5 separate regions of the Mus musculus genome follow, and all the other regions are linked to region 1. A link is a contact called in public Hi-C, HiChIP or PLAC-seq and promoter capture Hi-C data. All regions are on one chromosome and are shown on one strand. The core of a region is the stretch at or near the end of the contact, and the rest is flanking DNA. Distances in the headings are between cores, read along the strand shown.

The links. Promoter capture Hi-C pulls out the DNA fragments that hold promoters and counts their contacts. Hi-C and Micro-C count contacts between places; a contact is called where the count stands out from the background. HiChIP or PLAC-seq counts read pairs in DNA pulled down with a chosen protein or histone mark.
Region 2: a contact with region 1 is called in an H3K4me3 HiChIP or PLAC-seq map of forebrain, with 6 times the contacts expected there. The contact joins the promoter of Tuba8 here to the promoter of M6pr in region 1. A contact is called at or near these places in 4 of 39 promoter capture datasets (embryonic stem cells, frontonasal cranial neural crest, hippocampal neurons and 1 more) and 5 of 115 datasets of contacts at active chromatin or transcription factors (differentiating embryonic stem cells, embryonic midbrain, embryonic stem cells and 2 more).
Region 3: a contact with region 1 is called in a promoter capture Hi-C map of pre-B cells, with 4 times the contacts expected there. The contact joins the promoter of Ccdc77 here to the promoter of M6pr in region 1. A contact is called at or near these places in 1 of 39 promoter capture datasets (pre-B cells) and 1 of 9 other capture datasets (adipose tissue).
Region 4: a contact with region 1 is called in a promoter capture Hi-C map of 3T3-L1-derived adipocytes, with 8 times the contacts expected there. The contact joins the promoter of Pex26 here to the promoter of M6pr in region 1. A contact is called at or near these places in 8 of 39 promoter capture datasets (the 3T3-L1 cell line, 3T3-L1-derived adipocytes, the C10 cell line and 5 more), 16 of 484 Hi-C or Micro-C datasets (the AML12 cell line, B cells, CD4 T cells and 11 more), 13 of 115 datasets of contacts at active chromatin or transcription factors (astrocytes, bone marrow-derived dendritic cells, embryonic forebrain and 8 more) and 3 of 9 other capture datasets (adipose tissue, embryonic stem cells and liver).
Region 5: a contact with region 1 is called in a Hi-C map of pro-B cells, with 4 times the contacts expected there. The contact joins the promoter of Atp6v1e1 here to the promoter of M6pr in region 1. A contact is called at or near these places in 1 of 39 promoter capture datasets (embryonic stem cells), 1 of 484 Hi-C or Micro-C datasets (pro-B cells) and 2 of 9 other capture datasets (adipose tissue and liver).

What each region holds. Positions count from the first base shown.
Region 1 is chr6:122,307,372-122,310,071 of GRCm38.p6, reverse strand. It overlaps M6pr (mannose-6-phosphate receptor, cation dependent), which reads right to left and starts at 1,352. Exons shown (of 7, transcript NM_010749.7): 1 at 906-1,352.
Region 2 is chr6:121,209,413-121,212,112 of GRCm38.p6, reverse strand. It overlaps Tuba8 (tubulin, alpha 8), which reads right to left and starts at 1,379. Exons shown (of 5, transcript NM_017379.2): 1 at 1,277-1,379. The coding sequence starts at 1,279.
Region 3 is chr6:120,355,959-120,358,658 of GRCm38.p6, reverse strand. It overlaps Ccdc77 (coiled-coil domain containing 77), which reads left to right and starts at 1,292. Exons shown (of 12, transcript NM_001381936.1): 1 at 1,292-1,332.
Region 4 is chr6:121,182,295-121,184,994 of GRCm38.p6, reverse strand. It overlaps Pex26 (peroxisomal biogenesis factor 26), which reads right to left and starts at 1,328. Exons shown (of 5, transcript NM_028730.6): 1 at 513-1,328. The coding sequence starts at 730.
Region 5 is chr6:120,821,381-120,824,080 of GRCm38.p6, reverse strand. It overlaps Atp6v1e1 (ATPase, H+ transporting, lysosomal V1 subunit E1), which reads left to right and starts at 1,383. Exons shown (of 9, transcript NM_007510.3): 1 at 1,383-1,493. The coding sequence starts at 1,461. Gm38889 (a long non-coding RNA gene) reads left to right here. Exons shown (of 3, transcript XR_869411.3): 3 at 165-273.

The DNA.
Region 1 (2,700 bases), core at 103-2,602:
TGGATGACTTAATGCCATGAAGGCATTTGTGGTCAAACTTCTGATAAATACAGGCCCAAATAGAGAGCAGGATAAAACTGAAAGCTGGGCAGTTCCTATTTAGCATGGTCCAAAGAGATCCCCAGAGTGCAAGCACTTATAACTCTCAGACGCTGTAAAACAGGATCTTAGGCTCTTGAGAATTCCCCTTTCTTATTCTATAGAGACAGATCTAGTGGCAATGCTGAAACATTCTCTATAGGACGCCGAGTGACTAAGTTAGGGGTTGGGAAACTGCTGACCTCATTCAGCCCTGCACGCATTTTTCCACTCATGGCCGTTTTCCATTTTCTAATGGAGGGCTTTATTTTCTTCCTCCTGGTTCATTGCAGCCAACACGTTTAAGATCAGTCTCAACTGGCAGAAAGGCCCAATGTTTAAAGTGCCCCAAGGAGGTAGTTCTGTGCTTCAAAGTCTCCACAGAAACACAAGACACTCTTGTCACTCTTTTCCACACCATGCTAACAGACCTTCCTCGAACTTCTTCCAGGAGTCTGGAAATTCTCGCCTTCTATCTACTCAAAGTCATACCTTACCCCCAAATGACGCCATGACGCCACTTTACTCCCACGATACAGGTCAAAATTCTCTCTACAAGAATCCAGTTAACACTTCACACATGAGCACTTTCCTTTTCCAACCTTCAAAACATCTCAAATCCCTCTCTGATCTTGGAACTCCTCTTCCTCACTCCTAGAAGTCTGGCGTTCTCCGTTCTCATGCCTTTTGCCTCAAGTCCTCCCTAGGGCTCCCTAGCAGGATCTCCAGCCAGAACCACGGCCAAGCGAGAGTCCTGGTCCGCACCTCCTTCAGTACAGAGGTGTGCGAGGACCCCAGCCCGCTTCCTCCACGCCCCCAACACTCACGTGTCACGGGAAAACAGAGCAACCGCGGCTCAGAAGCCCCCAAGAATGTGTCTCTGAGGTTGGAAGACGCGTCCGGAGATCAGGGGTGCGGGGGCGCAGACCCCAGTCCCTCGATTCCTCTCTGAAGCCAGCGCTTCCCTAGGCGCCTCAATGCGCCCCGCTCCAGAAGCCGGAAACAGGAAGCAGCGAGAGCCTGCTGAGCAACTGCTCCTCCCACTAGACTCCGCGGCGTGTGACCGCAGAACCTTGGTTCCCTGGTCTCTCTTTTGGACGCTGATTGGTCAGCAGCCTAGTTCGCTGTTCCCCGGTCCCATCAACTCCAATCACTCGGAGATTGTCAAGATCAGTTTCTTCTTTTCGGGTCGCCTTTCTACCAATGAGGTTCGAGCTCCGCCTCCAGGGACTCTGGGCGGGCGCTCCTCATCCACGCGGGGTCATGCGCCAGGTGTCCCAATAGGTCTGAAGACAGTACGTGAGGGCGATCTGTGGAACTACAAAGAGTGTCGCTCCTTGGGCTTGCTGGGAGTTGTAGTTCCCTCGCCCGAAGCTCTCTGGGAGTTGTAGTTTCTAGGACTCTTCTGCTACCTTGGTGGCCTCTGTGAGGCGCTGTTTAGCCATCAGTCGGCTGGGCTCGCTTCTGGTTTGCAGTTGACTCTGCTACCCAGACAGTGGAATGTTATAGGTCCTGCCTGTCTTGATTTTCTTTGTTCAGAATTTTCTAATTCTTTCGGGACATAACTATTGTTACTGTTACCTGGGCAATGAATTTTCCTATTGTGGCATCTTGCTAGATAAGCATACTGTCAAAGGCATATATCAAAGGCGCCTGCCCTATGTGTGCCGGCCCTCTAGCCTGTACTTCAGTTTGGGGGGACCCGTGTCTTTGTGCCTTTGGTAAGGTCATTTGAAGACTCCTTGGATTTATTATCCACTTCTCAAGCCCTAGTTGTTCTTAGAGCTTGGTTTGAAACAATTGCGGCTTCCTGGATTCGCTCTCCAGGTTACTCATTTCTTCCTCTGAAGTTTCTTTTGGCTTTAGCTGCTCATGCCCCTTTTACTCTCACGTGCTTTTGCATGCACCTCCCTCACTCTGCTTAGATAGGGATTCATGTCAGAGGTAGAACTGTGCTTAAACTGCTAACACCGTAGTGTCCTATACTTTTTAAAAAAGTTAACTTAAAAGTTTTAATACATTTTAATTAAAGTATAATTACTTCCCCTTCTTCTGACTTTTTCCTTCTTCCATTTCTTTCGAAGGCCCCTTCACCCAGCTCTCCCCATGTCCCCCACTCAGACTGATGGTCTCATCTTCTTTAATTGTTATAGTTACAAATATTTGCATAGATACACTACAACCTGCTGAATCTGTTTATGTTTGTATGTACATGATTTCAAGGATGATCACTTTGTATGGCATAGCCTCACTTCTCTGTTAGCATATTGATATCGCCATTGTTTAGATCTTGTTTTTGCCACCATTTCTATGAGACTGTTTCACACCAGACATCCTGGTATTGCAGCTCTTACGGTTTTTCCAGCCCCCCTCTTTTTTTATGTGTCCTGAGTCATAGATGCAGGAGCTGTGATGTAGAGGTAGCCACTGTGGCTAGGCCCCTCACCACCTGCTGATCTCTGCACCGTGTCCTGTCATGGTTTTCTGTGATGGTCTGTAGTGAGAATTTTGGAATTTTGGCTTCTTTAACACAGAAAACAATTTTAAGAACATATTTCCATTTTGATCCCAGGTGTGGGATTTGGGGCTGCTTCAGATTGTCCACAACAGCTGGCTATGATA
Region 2 (2,700 bases), core at 130-2,629, 1.1 Mb after region 1:
CTCCTGCGTTGTCAAATTCTTCAAGATCCCAGGTGTGTCTGGAAGCATGCTTGGCGAGTGATAGGATAGGCTTAGAGGTAGGGCTGACAGGAGAGCCAGCGCCAGAAAGTCTTGGGCAATCTCCCAAATGAACAGCCAGAGGGGAGGAGGAGGGGTGGCAGGAGGAGGGGAAAAGGAGGGCGGAGGGGATGGGGGAGGGAGAAAAGAGGTGGGGAGGAGAGAAGGAAGGTTCTGGCCTGGCTGTTCTGTCACTGACACCAGAGCAAGTGGCTCAGAGAACCTGACCTTGGCCTGTGAGATACTCTTATTCTGCCCACCCCTCTCCACTCTAACCTTTCTGTCCCACTTCACTGCGGACACACCAGGGCTTCCTGGCGTGGGGGGAGGGGGGCGGGAGAGCAATGATTGAGGCCAACGTTAGTCCCCCGCAGGGGAGCTTCCCAGGGGCTTTGGCAGAGATGCTGTAAAGCTCGCTCTGAGGGGCTGTGAAGGTAGCAGCCGCTAGTGGAGACAGCAACTAATGAAGAAGAGTTGCTGCCTGGAAGCCAGAATAGAAAATAAAATGAAACGGCTTAGGTCCCCTGGTATCTGGGTCCCAAACTTCTGAGTCCCAAAGTCTTTTTGACTTTGACCGCCGGGAAAGGTGAGGAGCCTGCTCCAGCGCCAGGCGCTTGCGAAGCTGGTTTGGACCCAGCTGAAACTGAGGGTGCCCCAAACCCAAGCCGATGGCCGAGGAGCCAGCACTGGTGACAGGCACCTGGGAAACGTCTTGGGTCCATAACACCCAGCTCGAATTGAAGTTGCCCTAAACCCAAGCCGATAGCCGATGGCCGGGTGATGAGGGTGGAGAATGACCCCGGGAACGTGCCACTTTTGATTAGGTTTGGAGACTACTCCCCCAGGCCACCCAGGTCCAGACCACCTGTCCAGAATCCCTCGGCATCCCATTTCTTCTCACTCTGGTCCACGAGTGGCTACTCCCCCAGATTCTAACGTATCTCTCCACCGAGCTCTCCAGGTTCGCCCTCCTCTCTTTAGCGAGCGCAGATCGGTCTTAGGTCCCTTTAAGGATCCAATAGCCCCTGCTCTCTACATTCTCTACAAAATATTCTCACCCCTGGGAAACAAGACCCTTGACCCTGAACTGACCCACAGACCCTCCAGGAGACTTGGAGCCCAGTAGATCCAAAGCCACCCCACAGCTACCCCGTGGCCCCGCAGCTCTCTCCCCGGCACCTGCGCGCGTCCGGGGCCAGCCCGGGCGGGGAAGTCTCACCATCGTGGCCGCTCTCTTCGCCCGCTCGCCTCCCAGCTGGGCCTGCCCACCCCAACTGCTCCAGATACGGCCGCCTCCGCGGTTGTGACACACTGCGAGGGAGGGGGCCTGAGACAGACATGCTGGGCCAGCAGTTGCCCTGCAGCATCACAGTGCCCGCGGAGGGGAGGGACCTGGGTAGGTCACAATGGCACCTCCCCTCCCACCAGAGGCTCCCTAGTCCAGCCTGGCTGCTTCTCATGCCCGGAGCTGCCACTGAGCTCCTGAGCCTTGCAGTCCAGGAAGCAGTCCTGTGACCGCAACACACGTGTGCATACAAACCCCGCATCCACTCCGAGGCCACTGGAAAGCAGTGGAAAAATACTCCAAAACAAATGCTTGTTTCTCCCCCCAAATGTTCATAGTCGTCCTGCTGCCAACACTGGCTGGTGTGGTGGGAAGACACTAATCTGTTAGCCGGTCACCTCAGTCCAGGAGAGCCTGCAGGATCAGACCAGCCCGTGGTCAGAGCCCACGCTTCTGCTTCCACCACTGCCTGCCTGGTTACTGGAGAAGTCAGAAGATGGTATGCCTCTGCATCTGCATCTGCATCTGCTGCAAGCCCTCCATAGTAGATTCAGGGATTCAGCACTATTTTAAATACTCTCAGAATATCTCCATGATTCTCAAGTCTCTCCTCCTGACCCACTCCTACAAGAGCCTTTCCTACGTAATCCCCAAATGTGTCACTTTGCATGTACCCCAGAACATCAGGGTTCTCACTGCCTCTGCCCTGTTAGGACCTCCTCTTAGTGGCCACAGATGACACTGAAGAGCAAAGGATTTCTTCACCCTCCATCTAGTTGGGTGAGGATAGGGGCTCACCTAGCCTGTAACCCTGGCTGTCCTGGAACTTGCTTTGTAAACCAAGCTGGCCTGGAACTCACAGAGCTCCACCCACCTGCCTCTGCTTCCAAAGTGTGTGCTACCATGCTCAGCTTAAGAGCCTCTCTAGTTGCCCACATTACTAACAGGCTCCACAAGTCCCTTTGTCTCCAAGTCGGTTGGGGTTGGATGGTTCTTACACCTGAACTGCGACATGGAATTCCCTATCAAGGGCCACTTCATACTTAAGAGATATAACCCAGCTTTTCTTCCCTCCCTCTTTTCTCTGGCAACTTCCCACCACACAAGTCACTGTGGGAAGTTAAGAGTTCTTCAAGATGTAGGTGGAGCTGCTGTGGCCAGATGTTGGCTCTGTTTCCAAACATAGATGAAGACACACCTTTGCTTCTGTGCTCAGGAAGCAGCAGAGTAAAACTTATCTAGGTAGTAGTTTATTCTGTTGGCTCACCTTTCATGTATTTGTCTATGAGTTTCTTGAGGAGAGGATACATGTTTTAATCATCTTTGCATGTGAGAAAGTACTGAAAACACTTCCCACT
Region 3 (2,700 bases), core at 43-2,542, 2.0 Mb after region 1:
TTCATGTCATAGGAAAGGATAAAGAGAAAGTTTATAGTTTTTCCTTCTTTGTTATTCTATTTTGGTTAGTCCCTGGGAAATTCTTGGAGTCAGGCTTGGGTGAGAAGTATAGTTCAGTGGTAGAATACTTGTTTACCATTAAGTAACCATGATTCCTTTTTTGGTTTTGTTTTGTTTTGTTTTGTTTTGTTTTGTTTTGTTTTGTTGAGACAGGGTTTCTCTGTATAGCCCTGGCTATCCTGGAACTCACTTTGTAGACCAGGCTGGCCTCGAACTCAGAAATCTGAGGCCTGCCTCTGCCTCCCGAGTGCTGGGATTAAAGGCATGTGCCACCACGCCCGGCAGGACCATGATTCCTGAAGCCTTAGTTCAGTCGCAGGGTGAATCCAATGACTGAGCAAACAAGCAAAGAGCCATTAAAATGTGTTTGGAGTCAGAGGTGATGAGCTATAATACCTCTCTGTGTGTTTGTTTTGTTTGTTGTTTGTTTAAGGGTGTAGTTCTGCCCTAGAACTTGCTGTGTAGACCCAGCTGGCTGCCCCTGCCTCCCATACACTGGGCTTATGCCTGAGTCCCAGAATTTGAGGGTAGATGCAGGAGGATCTCTGAGGCTTCTACACAGCAAGATCCAAGCTAAACTGGATACATAGTGAGTCCTGGTTTGGTTCCTCACACCCATATGGTGGCTCACAACCATCCCTCTTTAATTACATCTAAGCTAAGGCATAGAAAACTCTGTCTCCTCCTCTCCTCTCCTCTCCTCTCCTCCCCTCCCCTCCCCTCCCCTCCCCTCCCCTCCCCTCCCCTCCCCTCCCCTCCCCTCAAACTCCTGATCCTTTTTATGTCCCTTCTCAGGAATTGGGATTACAGGCTTTTACAACTCCGTAGGATTTGTAGAACGTTTCTTAGGCTCACTTGAAACAAACTAAAGGCTCACTCGAAACAAATGATAATGTGTACTAAACTCTCCGAGGAGTTCTCGTGATTATGTATGTCATTTATGCAACAGGTTTCATTAAAGGAAAATAGTTAAGTGAGTTTAGACTGAGTTGTCAAAACGAGTTCTAACAGCCAAGGGATACTTACCTCCCCCCTCCACACGCATTCTGTCTTTGCGCAATGCTGTGTGCAGAAGAGAAACTACACTTCCCAGGAACCTCTGCCGGTGAGGCGCAAGGCAAGATGGGAAGTACTGCTGGGTGAACAACCGTCCTATTGGTGTGCAACCTAAAAGGCCGCCTGAGCTCGTGAGCGATTGGTAGGATTTTGTAGATGCTCGCTGATTTGAGTTGTTTTTCGGTTGCGTTGTTGGACGCCAGGGGTTAGCACTTGGTGAGTGTGGATTTCAGGGAAAGGGTGAAAGTTTTTTGGGGAGTAAATATGGTGGGATAAAAGCCTTAGTAATCAGTGCGGAAGGGAGCTACAGGAGACTAAACCTAGGGCCAGTCAAGGAAAGATTGTCTGTAAAAAGAGAAGTTTCCGGGACGCGGAGAGCTTTAAGAATGACTGAGCAAAGATCTGCTCAAGAACTGTATGAACTTGCCAGAGAACAGGATCCAGACGTCCTGAGATGGACGGAGTTCCGTCTCCGTCTTCCTCCCACTTGCTTAAGCTTCGATTTCCTCGTTTGAAAAATAAGGGATAATAAAAATACTTCAGAAAGTGGTTATGCGGGTAAATACGACTTTTTAGGGACGGGGTTGTGGCCAATATGTAGAGTGTTTGCTTAGCACGCCTGTGCCCTCAATTCGATCTCTTACACCTACAAAACAGAAACCCATCACCTTTTATATAAATAGAGGCATTCCTGCCTTGCAAGGTAGGATTAAGATGGCTTCTGTCTGCCTGGAAGATAGGTTATCATAGTAAAACTGCAAATACAGGCATTTATCAGTGAGGGGGGAAAAAAAGCTTTTAAATTTTTTTAATTATTCGTTTTTGTTTTTTGATTCGGGAATCTTACTCTGCAGCCCACGTGGGCTTGCAGTTCACTATATGTACCAGACTGGTCTCAAACTCTTGGCATTATACTCTTGTCTCGGTCTTCTGAGTGTTGGGAGTACAAGTACACAATCAGTTTATGGTTTTTCTGTTGTTTATTTGAGACAAGACCTTGCTCTGTTCCGGGCTTGCCTGGAATTCAACTCTGTACCCTAGGCTGCCCTCAATGTTGGGTGATCTTCCCAGTGCTAGCTTTTAATGACAGATGCCACTACAATTGGCTTTCTAGATCGTCTTGAATGGAAAAACTCAAGAAAGAGATGGAAGAAATAGTATTTAAGATGAATTTTACATGCAGAATACACTTGATTAAGTGAATTTACTAGAGTTGTGGAAGGAGTTATAATTGAACTGCCAGGAAGCTCATGAGCAAAGGCATAGAACCAAGAACATTATGTGCCTCTGGCGTGGTGTATAAGCTTTTAATCCCAGTGCTCGGGAGCCAGAGGCAGGCAATCTCTGTAAGTTTTAGACCAGCCTGGTTTACATAGTTCCAAGCCAGCCGTAGTGAGATCCTGTCCAAAAAAACAAACAAAAAAAACATTTTATAAAAACAGGGTATATCTGGGGAAAGAGATAAAAATAAGTCAGGGAAGAGAGGTTAGGCTCTAAAATAGAAAGTTCTGAATTCTAGGCTTTATTTAATGTTCGTGTCTGTAAGTAGCCACTTGTCAGCTTGTGATTTTTTTGTTTTGTTTT
Region 4 (2,700 bases), core at 79-2,578, 1.1 Mb after region 1:
CGTGGCCTCACACAGCTCTTAGGAAGGTTTACTCCACAGAGAAATGGTGCCCTCCAGCTGTCAGAGGAGGCCAATGCATTAGACAGAGCAATCTAAAGATAATTCACTCAGTCCTGCAACAGGACCAGAACAGTGTGCTTCTTGCCTTGACACCCCGCTCTACCCCCCATTTTCTATAACCTGCCAAGGCTAGGTTAAATAGGAGGTGTGTTCCCAAAGAAGGCTGCTACCTGCTTACTGAACCTCCTCACGACTGAACACTTAAAAGACATCTACCCTGTCCTGCACTGAAAAGGTGAGCCAAGAATTGACTGTGGCGTCCCTCCAAATTGTTGCATGATTTGACTTCATTGTACAGTCTCACGGGTGCAGGATGAGCAACCAGCCTCTCTCAAAGAGGATCCCTTAGGGAAAGCAAGGTGTGTGGTTGGCGCAGTCTCACAATGCCAGATATTCAGAGACCCGAGTTCCTCCCCAAAAGGATCCAGAACGGAACATAGCTCAGCACGTACGTGCCACTCACGGGCTCCTCCGCCAGGCTCTGCCAGGCTCGTTCGCAAGTCTCTAGTGCGGCATGGAAGTCCAGGTGCACCACCAACAGGTCGGACGCCTCTTCCAGCAGGTGCACCGCGGGGGACACAGCGGGGAGGGCGAGCGCGGGCTCGCTGCTCCGCAGAGGGCCCACGAGCCCTTTCAAAGGGGCTGCAGACGTCGAGGCGTCGCTCTTCATAGCCAGCCTGGGTTCGACCAGGTCTCCTCACACGTCAGGAGGACAGCTTCTCGGGAGCTTCCTGGAAATTCGGACTGGGCCTGGTAGATGTCCCGCAAGCCTCGCACTCTTCCCCTCCGCGCCTCTCCAGGTCTGTTCCTAAGGAAGGACCAGGAAGGAGCTGGACCCGGGCACAGCCTGCGCTCACTGACAGCCTAACCCTTGGGGCACTGGCCTGTTCAAGACTGTCTGTTCAAGACTAGTGCTGCCGAAGGCCCAGCACTAGTTCCTCCTGTCCCTGGACCGGTGCTAAAAGCACCGAAACTCCCAGAGTAGAGAGCGCGACAACAGAAGACCTGCACGGGGAACCCACGACGGTGGACACCTCCTCTCCACCCCTCTTAGCCACTACGACGCACGCGCACGCTGGAGCGAAGGATTCTGGGAGTTGTAGTCCTGGGCTCTTGGGTCTGTGAAGCTTCGGGGAACCTCTCGCGCCCAGAGACTGCCATCTTCCAGAGAGAACGCACTGGGTCGCCAGCTTTGGGGTGGAAAAGATGAGGAAGCTAAACCATTAGTGAAATGCCTTTGTCCTGAGAAATGTGATCCTTCCTTCGCTAACCGGAAGAGGACGAACGGAAGAAATTCCAGTTAGGAGGTGGAGCTACCTGCACCTTTATTATTAACCTCTGAAGGAGTCCGTTGAGAAGGGTCTGCTGGAAGCTTAGGGAAAAAAGAAAAAGAAAACTATGGAGCTGGCTATTTCCTCTTCCTGGGTTCGATGCTGCTATAAAGTGTGGCAGAATGGAAAGGCGCTTTCTGTCTGTTATTTCTTCATCTCTATGAGTTAAGGACTATTACTCTATTTACAGGTGACATAGGTCACACGACAAATAAGTCACAAAAACATTGTCAAACCAAAGAAAGCACTTTTTTTGGCTGAAAGGAGTGTCAGGGCAGAGGTAGATCTGATCTGTGCTTTGTATTAGGTAGGTGAACCATCAACACACAAGTGAGTTACATAAACTCCTGGATCCTGCATTGTTTATATAAATAAGGATGTCATAAAAACAAAGCCATGCACATGTCATGCAATTCTTCAAAACAGTACTGAACCAATGTAAGAACTGATGCTTTATAATATACAAAAAGTAAATACATTTAAATATGTATTTTTATGTGTTTATTTATATTGTTTGTGTTTCACAGGGCTTCTCTGTGTAGCCCTGGCTTTCCTGGAACTCACTCTGTAGACCAGGCTGGCCTTGAACTATGCCTCTGCCTCCCTAGTGCCGGGAATTAAAGGAGTGCAATACCACACCTGACTTCCTATTATATAATTTTACACAGACTCATAAATCACCAATTATCTGTGCTTCAGGCAGGATTTCCTATCTCTTCCACATTTATACTCAGTCTTCATGGTTTTACTTCGTCCAGTTCTCTACCTTCTGAACTCTCTCCCAAGTTTTCCTAGAATCCCTTGCTCCTTAGTGACTGGATAAGACAGCGAGGTGCTAGGCTAAGACCTGCTCACATCATATATGCCTTTCTTTTATCACTAACACCGACAGGACATGGCAGTCTTTAAATCTCTGCAGAAGGTCCTCACACAGCTGAGACAGAAATGTCAAGTCTGCTAAAGCCTGTGACTGTGTAAGGTGAAAGGGCCAGGATGTCACTTGTTTAAAAATATATATACTGTTTAATTCCCCCTCTCCCCCCCACTGGGGACTAGAGAGATGGCTCAGCAGCTAAGAGCATTTGTTTTTGCCAAGTACCTGGGTTCAATTCCCAACACCCACATAGCAGCTCACAACTATCTGTAACTCTAGATCCAGGGGATCCAGTGCTATGTCCACTCCAGTAGTGACTGGCTTGGCAGGCCTAAAAGCCTGGAAGCAGTCACAAGGCAAAGAGTTTCAAGGAAACTTAGCCTCCTGGAACCTTGGCATTCCCATAGCTAGAATGCCCCAGATTTGTCCCTGCAA
Region 5 (2,700 bases), core at 134-2,633, 1.5 Mb after region 1:
GGGGTGCTGAAGATTAAACTTGAGCCCTCTCGACGAGGGTGCTCTTAATCCCTGAGCCCTGTTTTTAGCCCTATGGCTTGGGTTTAAATAAAAACTATTATTTAATCTCTAGTCCAGGCAGGACTCAAATTTCCAGGCTTGATGTGGAACTTATGATTTTCCAGGGGCCATCTGAATGTGGGGATTGCAAGAATGCCTCGCCGCACACCAGCTCATGGATAGACCAACACTTTGCATGTGTTATGCAAGCATTCTGTCAACTGAGCTATGTCACAAGCAGTGAGTAGATCTTTATGTGTTTATTTGAGACAAAGTTTCTCTATGTAGCCCTGGCTATCCTGGAACTCACTGTTAACCAAGCCTGGTTTACTCACCCTGTAGACTCTGGCCTCTAACAAAGAGATCCACCTGTCTCTACCTCCTAAGGGCTGGGATTAAAGGCATGCCTCCCACGCAATGCTTTTATTTATTTATTTTATTTTATTACATTTTATTTTTGGTTTTGAGTGCTGAGTAAATTATGTAAACTGTTTACCGGGGTCTTAACCTGGTACGTGTCTGTAATCTTTTTTTTTTTAAGGTTTATTTATTTATTTTATGTGAATACACTGTCGTTGTCTTCAGACAGACCAGGAGAGGGCATGCGTGGGATACCATTAAGGAGGGATGTGAGCTACTTTGTGGTTACAGGCAGTGCTCTTAACCACTGAGCCATCTCTCCGGTCCCTTGTCCATAATCTTAACACTTAGCAGATGGAGGCAGGAAACTCAGGAGTTCAAACCTTTTGTTTGTAAACAAACAAACAACTCAACTGTTTTACTAAAACAACCGCTGAAGAAGTATAAATAATTCTGATTAAAGTCTGATACAAAAATCCCTAGTCGGGTGGTGGTGGAGCACATCTTTAATCCCAGCACTCGGGAGGCAGAGGCAGGAGGATGTCTGTGAGTTCAAGGCAGCTGGTCTATGAAGTCAGTTTCAAGACGGCCACATCTACACAGAGAAATCCTGTCTCGAAAAAGAGAAAAAAAAAAAAAGGAAGGAAGAAAAGAAACAAAGGAAGGAAGGAAGGAAGGAAGGAAGGAAGGAAGGAAGGAAGGAAGGAAGAGAAAAGGAGGGAGGGAGGGAAGGAGGGAGGGAATCCCTAAAGCTCTCTCAAGTCTCTGAAGTATTTTGTCCTTGCCAAGCAGTCACGAGTCAGTTTAAAAAAAAAAAAAAAAAAAGAGTCGCTCTGCGCATGCGCCTGGGAAAGGGCGGAGCCAAGGCAGAACTTCCGCGGGCACAGTTCTCGATCTATTGGTTGAGAAGGCTACGGCCCCTTGGTCACCAAGCCGGAACCGGAAGCGGGGTTTATAAAGTAAAGGAAGCTGGACCTCCCAGGGTTTTCGTCTCAGGTTTGCTCCGCCGCCACTTTGAACCCAGATTCGAAGCTGTCCCCTGGCCGGACTTTGCCTTCGCCATGGCGCTCAGCGATGCAGATGTACAGAAGCAGGTGAGGGCCAGGTTGGGTGTAGCGCAGCCGCAGTGCCGTCCGGAGGACAGTGTTGACGTTTGCTTTGCAGAGCAGGGTCTTCGGGTGGCCTGCGTTCATCGGGCGAGCCTGGCGGACCGCCGACACTCGGGCGCGGGTAGTGTGTGCCGGGATGGTTCGCAGACCCAGGGGAGTGAGAGGGCCTTGCACCGCATCTCACGTGACTGCTGGTCTCCTGCTTCCACTTGCCTGTCACAGAGCCCGCAGCTGACTGCCTCCCATCTCGCCAGCCCCCCTTTTTCTGGCGTTTCCACGCTTAATCCGGAAGAGTTTTGTGCAGAGGTTAAAAGTATTTTGTTTTTGTTTTCCCTGAAGCGCTATTTCACTATAGTACAGGAAAGAGACTGAGGGGAAAGAGCAGCTTGCGTTTCGTTTTGAGGATCTTCGTTATTTAAATCGGGGTTATTCATCTCCAGACGTAATCATGAACCTAAGGTGCACATTAATATTTGTCGAATGAGAAAGCCTTTTTATTTTACTTATTTATTTACTTATTTATTTTTATTTATATGAGTACACTGTCTTCAGACACACACCAGAAGAGGAATTGAACTCAGGACCTCTGGAAGAGCAGTCAGTGCTCTTAACCGCTGAGCCATCTCTCCAACCCGAGAAAGCCTCTTCTGATTGCACTCACAAGCCACAGAAATGAGTTAGAGTTTATGGAAAATAGTACTTAAATCATGAGTTCAGGTCAGGGTCTCCTGAAGCCCAGGCTGGTGTACAATCGTTTTAACTGAGAATGGGCTTGGCCTCTTGATTTTCTCTCTCTTTCTATTTCTTTCTCGATCTCTAATATACATTGGTGATTTGACTTGCTTGTATGTCTGAGTTGAGGGTGTCAGATCCTCTGGAGCAAGAGTTACAATTAAATGTGAGCTGCCATGTGGATGCCTGGAATTGAACCCTGGGCCCTTTGGAAGGTCAGCCAGTGCTCTTAATGGTAACCACTGAGCCCCCCCCCCCCTTTTGTTTGTTTGGTTTTGTTTTTCCAAGACAGTGTTTCTCTATGTAACTCTAGAACTTGTTCTGTAGAGTAGGCTGGCTTCTGACTCAACGAGATCCTCCTTCCTCTGCCTCCCGAGTGCTGGGATTACAAACACCACTACGACCCAGTGCTCTCTTGCTCCTTACGCCATTTCTCTTGAGTGCCGAGATGCCCAGTGTT